Linked DNA regions of Ovis aries: region 2 is linked to region 1. The links are chromatin contacts, called in public Hi-C maps. All regions are on one chromosome and are shown on one strand. Each heading gives the region's core, a stretch centred on a gene start, on an enhancer-like site or on the middle of the called end of the contact. The rest is flanking DNA. Distances are from core to core; before and after follow the strand shown.

Region 1 (4,541 bases), core at 1,071-3,570:
CATACAATGTGATTTCAGGGATGCTGCGATAGTGTCAGGCTTAGGTCTTAAGAGGACTGGCGGCTTGTGCTTTTGCTCTCTTACAACCTGAGCTGCTATATAAGGAAGTCTGGCTAACCTGCTAGAGAGATCATGTGAGAGAGCATGTGAGAGAGCAGGTCTAGGCAGCCCCAGATGTTCTGGGCACCGCAGTGCAGACACTAAGCATGTGAGGGGAGCCATCTTGGACATTTGGCCCCAGGCAAGCAGGGCAGAGAACAGGAAGTGTGGTACACTCCGATGACATTACTTGAGCCTCTGGATTTAGCCATGCCTGAAGGCAGTCCAACCAGTCTGTTCTAGAGGAGATCAGACCTGGGTGTTCTTTGGAAGGAATGACGCGAAAGCTGAAACTCCAGTACTTTGGCCGCCTCATGCGAAGAACTGACTCATTGGAAAAGACCCTGATGCTGGAAAATATTGAAGGTGGGAGGAGAAGGGGATGACAGAGGATGAGATGGTTGGATGGCATCACTGACTCAATGGACGTGAGTCTGAGTGAACTCCGGGAGTTGGTGATGGGCAGGGAGGCCTGGCGTGCTGCAGTCCGTGGGGTCACAAAGAGTCGGACACGGCTGAGCGACTGAACTGGACTGAACTGAATGCAGTAGACGGAATAGTCCCAACACCAAATAGAGACCAAACAGAGCCCAGATGAGTCCACCCAAACCTAAGCATCACGAGAAAGAAAACTTGCTGCTTTTTGTTGCCACGAAGCATGCGGGAACTTAGTCCCCTGACCAGGGATCAAGCCCGTGCCCCCTGCTGTGTAACGGCCAAGTCCTAACCACTGGACCGCCAGGAGACGCCCTCCAATTGCTGCTTTAAGTCATTAAGTTTTGAGTCAGTTTGCTACACAGCGATAGCTGACTGAAATGCCCACTTGAGCAACTTTAAAATATCAGGATGTGTTACTGGGTGTTTTGTTTGAATGAGGGCCTTTTTGAGAGGTGGTGGTGGAAAAGGTCAAGACCACAGGTCAAATGAATGGAGCTTGAGAATTGAGACTCTAGGACGATGAGGAGAGGAATTTTGCTTTTCAGTGGCTGGGAACTCAGCTGGTGGGAGAGAGAGGCCAAGGTCAAGGGTTCAGCTCAAGAGGCTGACTGGCAGTGGATGGGAAGGCGAGTGCAGAGGGATGGTCAGGAGATCATGAGGCTGGCCCTGGGGCTCTGAAATCACAGATCACTGGGTCCTTACAAGGTTAGAAGGCCCAGGTCTGGAGAAACAAGTGTTACACTTTTAATGCTTCTACCCTCTTGTGTTTCTTTTTCATTATCCTGTTTTATTTAGGATTTAACCTTCTAAATCATCTCAAATCCCTTTTGAAAGTGGGTGGGAGGCAATGGCTCACAGTATTCTGAGAGCTGGGATTAACCCTGGAACCCAACATGAGGGACCAGAGCTGGCAGACAGCCCCCTGACTCCACTGGCTTTTCTTGGGAAAGGCCCTCCGGTGTGTGAATGTGTGAGTGTGTGTGAGTGTATATGTGTACAAGTTGTGTGTGTGAGTGCTTGTGAGAGGTGGGTGAAAAAAATGGGTGTGTGCTTGTATGTGCTTGAGAGTATGAATGTATGTGAATTATGCGTGTACACAAGTGTGAGTATGAAGAAAGTTGGGTGAAACTGGATGTGGATTCGTGTGTGCAAGGGTGTTTGTGTGAACGTGCGTGTGATCATGAATGTGTGTGTTGGTGCGATATGAATGTCTATGTGTGTATCAGTTGGGTGTGATGTGGGTGGAAATGCATGTTAGTGTGTTGAGAGCATGCTGATGGGAGAACAGGAGTGTATGCTGAGTGTGTGTGGGTTAAGTCCCTCCCCATCACAGCATCAGCGTGATCTTCAGAAAACCTAGTTTTCTGGATTGGTTCACAGACAAAGAAAGTGCTGGGTGTGAGCTGCTTCTAGGACCAGCCCCCTACCCGACCCTGTGACCCTTCCCCACAGACTGTCCCGGCAGCCTCCCCGCCCCCATCCCCACCCCCGCCCCACCCCCCCTTCCTCTGCCCTTGTGGCCTCCTTCCGCAAGCTGATCACGGCTGGGGCATCCCCACCTCGCCCTTGCCCCTGCACCGCCCCGCCCCAGCCCCAAGGCTGCTCTGCCCCTCCGCGGGTAGGAGAGTGATGAGAGGTGGGCCGCCCCAGGGCCGAGATCCAAGAGAATGCCGCTGCGCCAGAGGCCCTTGTGAAACTTTTTCCTGACAGCAGTGAGGCTGAAAATCCCCAGGCCTCCGCCTTCGTGGACTGACGAGGTCACGGCTCCCTTGCGCTGGGATCCCGCTCTCTGCCGCCCTCTTCTGGGCGTCCGTCGCCTGCGGACGCAGAGGGAAGCCGGCCTCGCACCGCACCCCACCCGCTTTGCTGCCACACAGGGCTCAGGGGGACGCTTTCCAAGGCCTAGGATCCGAGTTTATTGTCTCTTCGATGCTTATTGCAGGTCTGACACTCGCTGGATGCCAGGAAGAGAAAATGAATGTATACATTGGCTCACTGGTCGAAGGGGAAACTGAGGCCCAGGTCGGGGAACCCAGTGAGCTGGTTGCTCACGCAGAATGCAGACTATCAAGTGCCCAAGGCTTGCCCTCCCGTAGCTTCATGGATACGGGGAGGCGGGCGAGTCCTGGCCTTTTCCTGCTCAGCATGAACCTTTCTCAGCTCACTGGGCTGCCCTACTAATTGGAGCAACGGGGCCAGACTGGGGAAGTGGGCGGTGAGGAGCAGAACCCAGCCTGCCTCTGCCGGGTGCCCAGGCCAGTCCTACGGCGACTTTGCTGAGCTGGCGGCCCACGCCCGGGTGCACAATGTTGCTGACACAGACACACCCGGGAGCCTAAGGGTATGTGTGTGTGTGTGTGTTGGGGGAGGGGGAACCTAGGCGCGTCCACCCCACCCACTGCCTCTGCTATAGAGTCATTATCCCTCGGGGTAGAGGGAGACACCAGAGGCTGAGTTGCCAAAGGCCCCTGCAGGTGTTCAAGCCTCTCCCACCAGACCCAGAAGCTCCCCAGGGGGGCTCGTTTGCTCTCACGGGCTGCCCTGGGCGTGTCCCTCCGGTGAGACAGGGCCACCTGGTTCCCAGCCTGGGGCTCCCAGAGATAGCCCACTCCCTTCTTTACTAGTTGCTCAGTGCAGAAAAAGGGGAAGCACAGAGAAGCAGAAAGAAAGCAAAACCACCTGAGGTACCAACCAGTGATCAGCCCCACTCCCCAAATAGGCCCATTCACTCTGCTGTTGCCGGAGGCTAAATGGATTCCTCCCCGTCCACCTTCTCCAGGACTGAACTTCTCCTTCCTGACCTCTCCGGGCGGCCTCACCCAGTCCACCCAGCCACTGTCCCTTGAACCCAGATTGTCTCCACCTCAAGGATAGGCCTCTGTGACCTCCCTCCTGTTCTGTCCCTTCCCCCATTATGCCTGCCTCCATGATGGCCCAGGGGCCCTGTGGGGCCGTAGGGTCTAAGATCTCATTTCTAAGTGAGATGACTGGGTCAGCCACTCTTCTGCTGTGAAACCCGCCCTGGGCCTTCAAGGCTCCACCAGTCCTGCCTAACGCCACCCCAGCCATTATTCCTTCCCACCGCAGGTTTATAGGAATGGTTAGTTTCCTTTTGGGCTGGCTTCCCCTGATGTTTTGTGATCTAAGTGAGCAGGAGCTGCGTCCACTTTATTGCTATGTCCCCAGTGCTTAGCCGAGGGCCTGGCACAGTGTGGCCTCTCAGTAAATGTTCACCGGAAGGAACGTAACTGATTGGGGCAAACCAATTCACTCCTGTTAGTAATAATAAGAAGCTTTTAGCCAGCATGTATTATGTCCAGGCATTGTGCTGTATGCATTACAAGAATTGCTCATTGTCCTTAGCACTGCTTTCTAAGATGATAGTATTATTTTATTTACTTATTTATATTTTGGCTGCACCGCTTGTGGGATCTTAGTTCCCCCACCAGGAATTGAACCCGGGCCCTTGACAGTGACAGCACAGAGTCCTAACCACTGGACTACCAGGGAATTCCCTAAGGTGATGCAATTATAATATCCATTTTCCAGATGAGAGAACTGAGGCCGAGAGATACTAAGTGATTTGATCAAAGTTATATCCAGGATTCCACCCAAGCCCATGACGTGCTGTCCTAGACTGTTGGGTTTGTCTGCTCCTGCCTTGTAAGCACATTGGCTTCCTGCTCCCTTTTCCCACACTCCTTCTTCTGGGCCCAAAGGCTCTTCCATTCTGCCTTCTCTTCAGGCTCAGCCCCAGGGCCTCGGCAGTGGACAGTAAGGCTCTGACGAGTCTCAGGTGCCTGGCGCTGTGGCTGAGTGTGCCAAGGAGGCTGCAGGAATGGTTCTGTAGTGAACAGGAACGCCTCTGTCACAGGTCTCAACAAGATCCAACAGGTCAACTTTAGGTCCTGAAACAAGTTTCCGACATGAGCTTGAACTGATGCAGCACTGGAGAGATCTGGCCTGGGAATCTCAGTCCAGGCACAATTCCAGACTCTGTGTGA
Region 2 (4,541 bases), core at 990-3,489, 78 kb before region 1:
CCTTCTTAACCTAATAAATTTAAATCTTAAGATTTTCTATTGAAATCACATCTGAAAAAAAAAAAAGGAATCACATCTGAAAAGGCTATAACCACTGGCAATATTTTAGTACATTTTGCTGGATAGTGTCAATGTTGGAATAGTGATTACAGAAGGCAGGCAACCAGTCAGGAGACACACCAAATATACACATAAAATAAGACTCTCCAGGTGAAAGGGCTTCTAAAAGTTATTTAGACTAGGGAGTCCCAGAGTATGGATTTCAAAAGCTTATAAAAGTTTTAAAAAGGGGGTGGGGTAAGGCAGACATAAAGTGTGAACATTTAGTTTTGCCAAACAAGGATATTAACGAAACAACCATCTACCATCAGGACCATTTTATAAAAGGGCATTTTAACAACACATACATAAGAAGGTAAAATCTCAGAAGCATAACTTGAAATTAGATAAATGGAAAAATGCATTATCCTGCTCTTTTCTAGGTATCTCATGAAAAACTTTGTTAGATTTGCCCCTGTCCACACAGAGACCTCTAGGAATCCCTAATTTAGTCCACTTCACACATACCTTTATACCCTAATCCACAGCTGAGCATTTGTGTCCTCACTACTGGGGGGGGGGGGGAATTTCTTTAAATGTATACCCCACCCCTTATATAGGGAACTCTTCAAGCTGAGGAATCCATTAAATTTTGGATGGCTGTGGTAAAAAAAATCAGAATAATAGCCATCTTTGGAAACTTGAAAAATTCAGGATGCTTAAACTTGACTTAAGAGCAAACAAACACCAGAATCCTGACAGCAGAGAATTTAAAGTAGGCCAGACACACTTAGAATCACCAAAGGAGGCTGTCCAACAGTGCTGATTTGGGAGTCAGGCGGCTTGGGTTTTGTTAGCGCGAAAACGTCACGTTAAACCTTAGTGTTTTCTCCGTTATCAAATTCAAGACATTTAGGTCAGAGCTTTATGAATACAAATATTTAAGCCAGAAATAAAGTACCATGTAGGAATTCCACTTAAGATATCTTCCAGGATGAACCCCATTACTACTTGATCAGCTATTGAGGCTACAACTAAGTCTACATTTTTGTCAGGTTTTACAAAAATTATCTTATTTGGGATGGATTTTCTATGTAAGTTTTCACAACCGAGGCTTTGATTCACTCATCCATCAGGGCTTGATTCATATTGCAAATGAAACACCATCATGCAGCTTTCTTTTCAGATTATCATTACTACCAAGCCCAATTTTCCCAGTTCAAATTTTTCTAAACGAAATTGTGCTCAAGATTTGATTCTCTGACCAATTTTTAGTCAAAAAAAAAATTTATTGTGTAAAGTTTTAAACATAGTTCTATAATGAAGTTCTTTCTACCGAATGTTTTTGGGTCAAGACTGCAGTTTTCAACAAGACCAAGACACGATTTTTCCACGTTTCTTTGTCGGGGTGGGGGTTGTGAAGAGGGTAACTTTTGTATGTGCAAGTTTTTTCACGGCTCTAAATCTTATTTTCTATTGACTATATATTGGCCACTAACATTACTCGGATTTCTCCCCTGCCTTGGGTATCAAGTATCAGTGGGTAAACAACACAAAGACTTAGAGGGGCAGGGTTAATTCCTGCTTTCCCTCTTTTCCTCTCTGTTAAAATAGGGAATCCAACACTCCCTGAAGCGCAGAATTCTAGTAAGACTCCTCAGCTAGACTGCTAAAACACCGAGCCCTGAACTAATCCAGCCCGTACAGGCCTGCTTTTCTCTTTCTTTCCACCAGAGGCGATAGCCTCTTTCAAAAGAGATACTGAACTGGAATGGGCCGGTTGGGGGGAGTAGCCCCAGTAAAGATCAAAAGGTTAAAAAGCGCCTCAAACAAAGAGCAAAGGTCAATACCCAACTCTTAAGGCCTGACGCACCATCTTCCAAGAAAAATGAAGGTGACTCCTCCCTAATATGCTCTCTAGGCCTGGGGCCGCGAAGCCTTTCAGAAACCAGGCGGGTCTGACGTGACTAACAGGTAGCTCACACTGCAACAGTCGACGACCGGAAGTGGAAATGGGCCCCGGGCGGGGATTAGAAGAGACCACGGTACGCTTGCGCAGTAAGCAGGGTGGCAGTACGCGTGCGCAATTGGGCGGTGACGGAGTGACGTTCAGAGCGTGGGCCGCGACTCTCACGGATCCGGTTCCGCCCTCCTTCTTGCTGTCGACCCTCCGGGGCTAGCGCTCGCGATCCCTTTCCCACAGTGCTCTGCGCTGTGAAGAAGCGGCTCCCGGGGACTGGGGGCATTTTGTGTTGGTTGGAGCCGGAGTAACAAGATGGCGGCGTCGGCGGAGTGACAGGGGTCCCTCCGGGCGGGAGCCGGCGGCAGTGGTGGCAGCGGTATCGCCGCCCTAGCTTCACCGCTCTCCTTTTCCAGCCCGCGGCGTCGCCGGGAAAGCGAGGCAGCGGCGGCCGCCAGAAACAAGTGGCTCAGCCTAGTAACCGCGAGAACTCCTTCAACAATCTGCGGCCTGGCCAAAAAACCTGACAGCAGCGGTGATCAGGTTCCCCTTGGCCGATTCTGGGCCCTGTAACGCCGAAAAAGAGCCATCGTTTTCTGTTGCCTGCCGCTCTCCACAGCCTTTCCGTGGTCGAGCCCTAGAGGCCTCCATCCTCCCCTTAGAGGTGTCGGGGCTTAGCCCCAGCCTCCATCTTCGTCTCTCAGGATGGCGAGCAGCAGCGGCTCCAAGGCCGAATTCATTGTCGGAGGGAAGTATAAACTGGTACGGAAGATCGGGTCTGGCTCCTTCGGGGACATTTATTTGGCGATCAACATCACCAACGGCGAGGTAATCACCTGGGGTGGGGTTCACGACTACGCTGCGCCTGTCCTCACTCCCCCGCCCCGCGAACTGCTCGGGCCTTTTCCCACCGCACTCACGCACTGGGAAGTCCAGAGGGAGCCAGTTTTCCTGTCTTAGGAACCTCCCCCGCTCTCTTTCCCTAAAAGGAAAGAACCCGAGAGAAAGGTTGGGTGTACTAGGAAGTTTCCTAGCTTGTTAAAAATACACCTTAATCGAACTTTTAAAAAACCGTTGTTTAAGGTGAGAACGGAAAAATCCTATTTCTGGGGTCCCCTCGTTTTCTTCCTATATTTTTAGTTGACTGGGGTTCTTGTTCCCATTAGGCCAGCTACCGATCGCCTGGTTTCTTTATAACCCTCATTACGTTTTCTGGATGAATCATTTTCTTATACTTTAGAGGACGTGCCGCTTTCGTCACTGCCCCCTGAAGAGGCCTTTGAGGCTGGTTGCCTCGTTTTATAATTACAGAGATCTTTCTCTTCCCAGCCTCTCACCACCTTCTAGCCGAGAGTTGGAGATGTGCACGTTTCCCCCTCTTTTGCCAAGTGACATTGAATCCATAAGGATGTTGATGCCATCATCCCCTCTTTCCCCTGCAGGAGGTGGCAGTGAAGCTAGAATCCCAGAAGGCCAGGCATCCCCAGTTGCTGTACGAGAGCAAACTCTATAAGATTCTTCAAGGTGGGGTTGGCATCCCCCACATACGGTAAGAATCCTTGAGCAAACAGGCGATCTTCTGAGGAAAGTACAGAATGGGAGAAAATGTGTAAGAGGCAGGCAATGGGACCAGCTGAATCCGGCTCTTGGCATTTGCGTTACCTGGGTTTCCGGTGAAGCGTAAGTCACCACAATCACAGTAGATTTTAGTTTGCCAACTTAGTTTAGGATTTCAGTTTGTTAACACTCTGCTCCGTTTAGCTTCGGTCATTCTTCCCGAGGCTTTCTTTCATTTGCAGTGAAAAGTATGCGGGCCATCTTTGATCCCAACGCGGAAGGGTTGCCTACTGCTTTCTTTCACCTCAGCTGTTCCCTTAGGTTTGTCCAGCGAAGTGGATTTGAGGGTGCCGAAGTGACCGGGCTGGGCCAGTTCGGGTTGCTATTGGAGCTGGCTTGGGAAATGGCTGCTCTTTTGTTGTGTTTTTGTTCCAACATGTCTTCCTCCTCCGCTTAGAAAATGGCGGAACGACGTGACTCAAGCACATATTCCTGCCCTTTTCACTGCTTGGGTTCATAAGTTATGCTTCCTGGATTCCGTCTTTGGCAGCTCCGAGTTGATTAAACCTTTGAAAAGCCTAGAATAAAGCCGCAGGAAGTGGTGAGGTTCAAGGAAAGAGATGGCATAGTGACAGCCTGTTTGTGATCTCTGCAGCAGATGAGATGTGAAATTAAGTTTACTATGCAAAATCTCCCATAGTCCTTTCCAGAAGTGTTAATTAACCCTGTAAAGAATGGTAATGTTTGTTGCATTTCAGTCTGTGTACGAAATTTTGTGGGAAATGACAAAGGCAGCTTGAGCAACACTATGTTGAAATTGACTCAGTTGTATTAAAAGGAAGCTTAATCATGTAACTGCAGTTTGACAAGTAACTTTAACCTGTTGAGTTACTTGGTCAGTAACTCCTCACATCTGGGAAATTGTAGCTTTTTTTGGAGATGGGATATTGGTGAAGGCAAATAGTAATAAGGATAGATGATGATC

Evidence for each region. Hi-C and Micro-C count contacts between places; a contact is called where the count stands out from the background.
Region 2: a contact with region 1 is called in a Hi-C map of hypothalamus, with 6 times the contacts expected there. The contact joins the promoter of CSNK1A1 here to the enhancer-like site in region 1. A contact is called at or near these places in 14 of 16 Hi-C or Micro-C datasets (blood, hypothalamus, liver and 6 more).

What each region holds. Positions count from the first base shown.
Region 1 is chr5:58,600,705-58,605,245 of ARS-UI_Ramb_v3.0, reverse strand. No RefSeq gene overlaps it. Among named protein-coding and RNA genes, the nearest start is that of MIR143, 14 kb to the right of the region's middle. Within about 2 kb of position 2,320, at least 31 of the 54 cell types and tissues checked have an H3K27ac peak or open chromatin away from gene starts, as enhancers often do. A contact at or near this core is called in hypothalamus and liver, where this site is marked.
Region 2 is chr5:58,678,807-58,683,347 of ARS-UI_Ramb_v3.0, reverse strand. CSNK1A1 (casein kinase 1 alpha 1) reads left to right here and starts at 2,239. Exons shown (of 11, transcript XR_009600700.1): 1 at 2,239-2,827; 2 at 3,442-3,548.